Linked DNA regions of Dromaius novaehollandiae: region 1 is linked to region 2. The links are chromatin contacts, called in public Hi-C maps. All regions are on one chromosome and are shown on one strand. The core of a region is the stretch at or near the end of the contact, and the rest is flanking DNA. Distances in the headings are between cores, read along the strand shown. Region 1 holds the start of FAAP20 (FA core complex associated protein 20). Region 2 holds the start of MORN1 (MORN repeat containing 1).

Region 1 (2,794 bases), core at 222-2,721, 360 kb after region 2:
TAATACATTTTTGCTGGTCTGTTTGCCTAGCACAGTAATTTACAAAAAACAATGCTGCAGTCAATACTGACACCCCCCCACCCCCCGGTAGCCTAAAGGAGGAGACCAAAGACAAAATGGTCCATAAGACCTTTAGCACTGCAGAAACACAGTTATAGAAAAGGAGCCTGGACTCATCTGAACTTGAATTCATCTTTCAGCAATAATAAATTAGTTTTAAGAAAAAGTGCTCTGTACCTGCTCTCCCGCTGCAGCTCATAAACACCTGTTATCAGACAAGCAGAAAATTTATTTTCTTATACAGTTATTCTCATACTGACTGTGATGAATTCCATCAGCAGTGACTTTCTGATCCTTCTATAGAACTGTTGGAGCATTATCAATGATCTGTCATCATTTTCCTAATATGTCCGTTTTCAAAAAGGCTGCAACCTGATCAGTGTGTCTGCCCATGTCAAAAACTATCAGTTATGGCTCAGCTCTAGGTCATGTTTTATTTCAAGTCATACAGTGAGGCTCCTGCTGGAAAAGACAATGACTTCAACAGTTTTCTTTCCTGAAAGAGGATCTAGCTCAGACATGCACTCTCATTCTCCTTTATTATTTGTATTAACAATCTTTGGCTTCAGACATGTACCACAGTAAACAGATCTTTGGTATCAGCACAAAAATCAACAGAGCAATGACAAATGCAGCTGTGGCCATAGCCATTTTGTCTAGTTCAACCAAAGCCTGATTTCACATATTCGCTTACAGTACCAAACATTCTGCTTTCAAGGAAGTACAGGGCAATACCTTGACCAATTCATTGATCCTGCCCAAAGAATACCTAGTAAAACACAGTGGCCATATATAAAACACTGCATTTCCATGATTACTCCACATCCAAGCCCCACATATACTAAAACCCAGCACACACAGAAAGTTTAGAGTATAAATAATGCTATAAAGATGACTTTTGAGCAGGACAAGTACCCAGTAGCTGAACCTCAGTTTGTGTGTGATACTACAGCCACTGCCGATACAGGGTCGACTACAGCAGAGGTGTTAAAGAAGGAGCAATTTTTCTTTCAGGCTGCACGTGGCGGCCACCCCAGCCCCATCCTCCCCCGCACCCACCGGCCATTGAGTCAGGGCAGCTCTGAGGGAAGAGCAGGAGGCGCGCGCGAGGCCTCCACAGCTCACACTGCAGCGGCCCGCCCGCCTCGGGGCCCTGCCCTGGCCTTAGACGGGCAAGGGGGAGAAAGGCCGGCAGCCGGCTCCGCCCGCCTACGGGCAGGAGCACCGTACCGCCAACGAGAGCGCAGAGGCGAAGGGAAGCTCTGGCGCGCCGGCAGGGCCTCACAGCTCGCAGCTGTGCGCTACCTCTGCCACCGCCTCACCAGCGGGCGTGGCCTCTGTCCAGCGGCCGGGCGAGGGGGCGGTTCGCCCCGGCGCAAGCCCTATACACAGGCACGGGGCCGCCCGCCCAGAAAAGGGGGAGGAGGGAGACGAGCGCCAAGGGGGCCTGTTAGGGAAGGCTAGGCCGCGCCGCGTAGGGCTCGTGCTTCATCCATGTCTCAGGAAGGAGCTGCCAAGCTGCGCCTCAAGCCCAGGAAGGCGCCGCCAGACCACAGCCGGGAACCCAGCCCTGCCCAGGATCCCCCCGGGCGGCGCCAGTGAGTCCCGACGGGGTGGAGGAGGGCTCCCCGGGCCCCGGAGGGGAGAAGTGGGAGGGCAAGCGCGCAGGGGCCGCTTCCCGCCTCCAGCTGAGGCGGGGGGAGGGGCGCACCGGGGATCAGGGCCGCCTCTGCCGCACCCGAGCCCGCTCCCTCCCCCCGCCCCGGCAGGGGTGGCCGGGCCGCCCAAGCTGTAGGGGCAAAGTGGCCTTGCCCCCTCCCTCAGTCGATCCGGGGTAGGGGTCAGACGCGCTGGCAGCTGTGTCAGGTTTGCAAGTATGTCAGAGAAGGGACCGCTCTGCTCTCCCCTACTCCTTGTCAGTGCACGTGCCATAAAGATGCACTTGGGATCTTCGGGATACACTTACAACCTTAAACATTTCGTAGTCGTGGCTGTAGCATATTAATGACTGTATAAAGGTCACTTCATAAAACATATATAGCACCTAAAAAAGAAAAATTTGAGAAGCCAATTGCAAACCAAAGTATACAGGGTCATGTGCCTTCTGTTTTTTTTGTGGTTTTTTTTTTTTTTTTGGACATAATAGCACCTGCGAGGAAGGGAGCCATGGGGAATGTTAATGTATTAAAAATTAAGCCTTGACATCTTTCTTCAGAATAAATCCACAGGAGGCCAAGAACAATGACTGTTTATTCTAGCCCTCAAGTAAGGGAGGAAGAAGAAAGGATGGGCAAGGAAGTAGCGGTTTGCTTCTTGTTTCAGCCTGTTGGGATAAACAAGCAAGTAGTCAGCAATCCCACTTAGCAAACATAGGCTTCAGAAGGTTGCTTTTCTTCTTTTGAGGGCTTGTAAAAATCACATCCAATTCCTCTCTACCACAATGTCATTCTTTGACTACCACCCAATAAAATGCATCAGTAGAAGTAGGAACACTGGAACTAGTATTCTGATATTGATAATCCATTCTTTTCTTGAAATTGTCTTTATACAGCTCTAATAGTATAAAAACCTTTTTATGCTTGCTTTATAGTTAAACCTTCCTAATGGCTTCCTCGGAAGGAATAAATAGCATTGTTTAGAAAGATTATCAATAGTTTAAAATGGCAGTATAGGAACAGCCAAGCATACATGGGAACCAACACAGTTGCCTTCCTCAGTGCAAACACTTACTGAT
Region 2 (2,700 bases), core at 7-2,506:
AACTAACCATGACACAGATCTCCTTATTTGCTTCATTTGTATTTTATATATAACTAGAAATAATTTATCACTTATATAAGTTTTCTCTTCTCATAAAATAAGTTTACTTTCAAAAGCAACATTCTGAAGCAATTTGTTATTAACAAGAACCCATTGATCTTACAAAGTTTTTCTTCTACTCTAGAAAGAACAGTTTGATTTTATACAGTACAACAGCTGCCTGGCCTGTCTAAAAAGCAGCAGCAGTCTCATGGCACCTGAGCACCTTGTGCATCTCAGGAAACATGGACTTCCACATCCCCTCAACACCACCTAAGCCCAAACATTATTCAACAAAAGCAATACAAGAAACTCAGGAAAAGAACAAAGCGAACAAATAAAAAAGAGAAGATACGGTTTCGATAGAGAGGCCAGAATGTGAAGCCCCCAAGATAGGAGCAGAGCCCACCGAGGTCAGGCGGGCCCGGAACAGCACCGAGACAGACGGCGGTACGGCAAAAGGGAAAACAAGCCTTCCGGCAGGCCTCGGGAAGCCTGGCCCGACGCGGCCCGGCAGCATCCTCACGGCCGAGAGCCAGTGCCCGGCAGCGCGGCTCGCAGGGGCGCCCCGGCGTCAAGTGAGGCAGCGGCCACTGAGCCCGACGAGGCCCCTGCGCTCGCGGCAAGGCCCCTCGCCCGAGGCACCCCCGCCCCAAGGGGTCACCACCCTCGCCCCCAAGCTGCCAGCCCAGAGGCTCAGGTTTCCCACCGCTCCCACGCTTGGCTGCCGGCCCGGCCCGGCCTCCCCCCAGCACTGAAGCGGCAGCACCAGCTACTCACAGACGCCCAAGCCGGATTCTTCGCTTCCGTTCCCCCCTCCCCCCCCCGCGATCCACAAACCCAATATGGCGGCAGCCACGGGGAGAAATTGGCTTCCGCTTCCGGGGTTAGGATGGGCGGGACAAATACTCGGTATTCCCCTGTCATTGGTAATTGAGGGAGGAAGTGGACGTTGCTGTGGTGTTCTGACGTAGGGAGGAAGATGGGTGGCTCAGCATCCGTGAAGGCGGGCCGGGGAAGACAGGGAAGGATGGAAAAACAGTTAGCGTTACGATTCCCAGTTATAGGGTTCCGCTGTGTTATCAGCACAAGAAGCGTCTGCTGAAACCTGTGCCGTGGGGAGGAAAGCTGTCGCCAGGGAGAGAGCGCGGGCGTGCCCTAGCCCAGCCTACGCCTGCGCCTGCGCAGGGACACGCCCGCTCGCTGCTGCGCAGGCGCAGCCCCTGTTCGCGTCTGGGGGCAGCCCCGCCCTGCCTCGCTTCCGCGAAGCCAATGAGCGCGAGCGTGCTGTTGCCATGGTCCGGCGTCCGCGGCGCCTGCGTGGCGCTGATGAAGGGCCGGCAGGGGACGGCGAGAGTGGCGGCCATATCGGCGACGCCGGGCGAGTCTGTGCCTCAGCACAGTGCGGGGGTCTCCGCTCCAGAGTGGGAGTGGGACGGCCATGTGGGGGCTGGGACTGTGTCCTCGCCCCTCTTTCCCCACCTCGCTCTCTTCAGCTTGCTTGGTAGCGAGCTTCGCTCGGGGTGGGGTCTGCACGGTGCTGCCTCAGCCTGTTCGCCTCACCTGGAACGGCGAAGGTGAGACCCACCACGCCTGGGAAAGTTTGTTTCTCCTTAAGACAAAGAGGCGCTAAGCTCACACTCCTGCGTTTAGGCTAATTTAAATATAAGTGCTTTTCTCATCTTCCAGGTGTGCTTTATTTTATGTGTTTGCATTCTTGTCTTAAGCAAGTGTAGTGCAGTAGCTCTGCTACTTTCTCAGTTTTAGCCTGCGACTGTTTTTATGTAGTCTGTCTGTGATGGTTATAATGACCTTTAGGTATTTAGAAAGTCTAAGTTTCCATCTATGACTTAAGGTGAATGCAAGTAGTAAACAAAATAATAAATTTATCTTTACATAAATATTGTTTATAGTGAAACTTTAAAATATGCATTTCCTAAGTTAAAATAGCATTCTTATTACTCTTGTATTACTAGTTACTCAATGTTGAACTTTCTTCATTTAAATAGTTCCAGTTATCTTTTCTTTTAACACAATATTTTTCTTCTAGGATATGGACTTTATGGCTATCCTAATTCCTTTTTTCAATATGAAGGGAAATGGAAACAGGGGAAAGAACATCGTATGGAGGAAAAAAGCCCCACTAAGTAATAGTTAAGTGAATTCTTAATTCTTTTCTCTAACTTGCTTTCTTTAAAGATTTTCTGTATGAACTGTGCACTATAGCTAAATAAGATACTTAGCAATTGAAGATGTTGTCACTCAGCAACTGAAGCTAGGAGAGTGAGCCATTGAAGTATTTTGTCATGGGAAGAAACTGGATAAATTATTGCATGGAGATGACATGTATTGTTTTGATGCTGTAGTCCCAGTCAGCTGTGTTCTAATGTCTTACTTTTTAGGAATTTAAGTGAATTCTCTTCTCCCTTCATAATCACTCAGATCCAGTAAGGTGATGCACTGTTATGCATTAAATTAGTGTTTAATTTTTTTCCCAGATCTGGAAACTAATCATATTAATTTCCAGTTGCCTTCTCCCCCATTAATGATTCATGTAGTTTCAGGTTTCTGTTATGAAATTTGGAGTATATCTGAATGTCCCCCTCTGTTCTCAGAAGAAAGCTTGTGGAATAGGTCCAAGTTCTATAATTTCATCAAGCA

The links. Hi-C and Micro-C count contacts between places; a contact is called where the count stands out from the background.
Region 1: a Hi-C map of liver shows a contact between it and region 2, with 6 times the contacts expected there. The contact joins the promoter of FAAP20 here to the promoter of MORN1 in region 2. A contact is called at or near these places in 3 of 4 Hi-C or Micro-C datasets (brain, liver and ovary).

Annotation. Positions count from the first base shown.
Region 1 is chr24:2,799,864-2,802,657 of bDroNov1.hap1, forward strand. FAAP20 (FA core complex associated protein 20) reads left to right here and starts at 1,472. Exons shown (of 4, transcript XM_026096511.2): 1 at 1,472-1,658. The coding sequence starts at 1,555. It overlaps LOC112981163 (a long non-coding RNA gene), which reads right to left and starts at 1,322. Exons shown (of 4, transcript XR_003258638.2): 1 at 1,120-1,322.
Region 2 is chr24:2,437,577-2,440,276 of bDroNov1.hap1, forward strand. MORN1 (MORN repeat containing 1) reads left to right here and starts at 1,257. Exons shown (of 17, transcript XR_010392818.1): 1 at 1,257-1,616; 2 at 2,090-2,192. RER1 (retention in endoplasmic reticulum sorting receptor 1) reads right to left here and starts at 1,117. Exons shown (of 6, transcript XM_064525439.1): 1 at 820-1,117. The coding sequence starts at 966.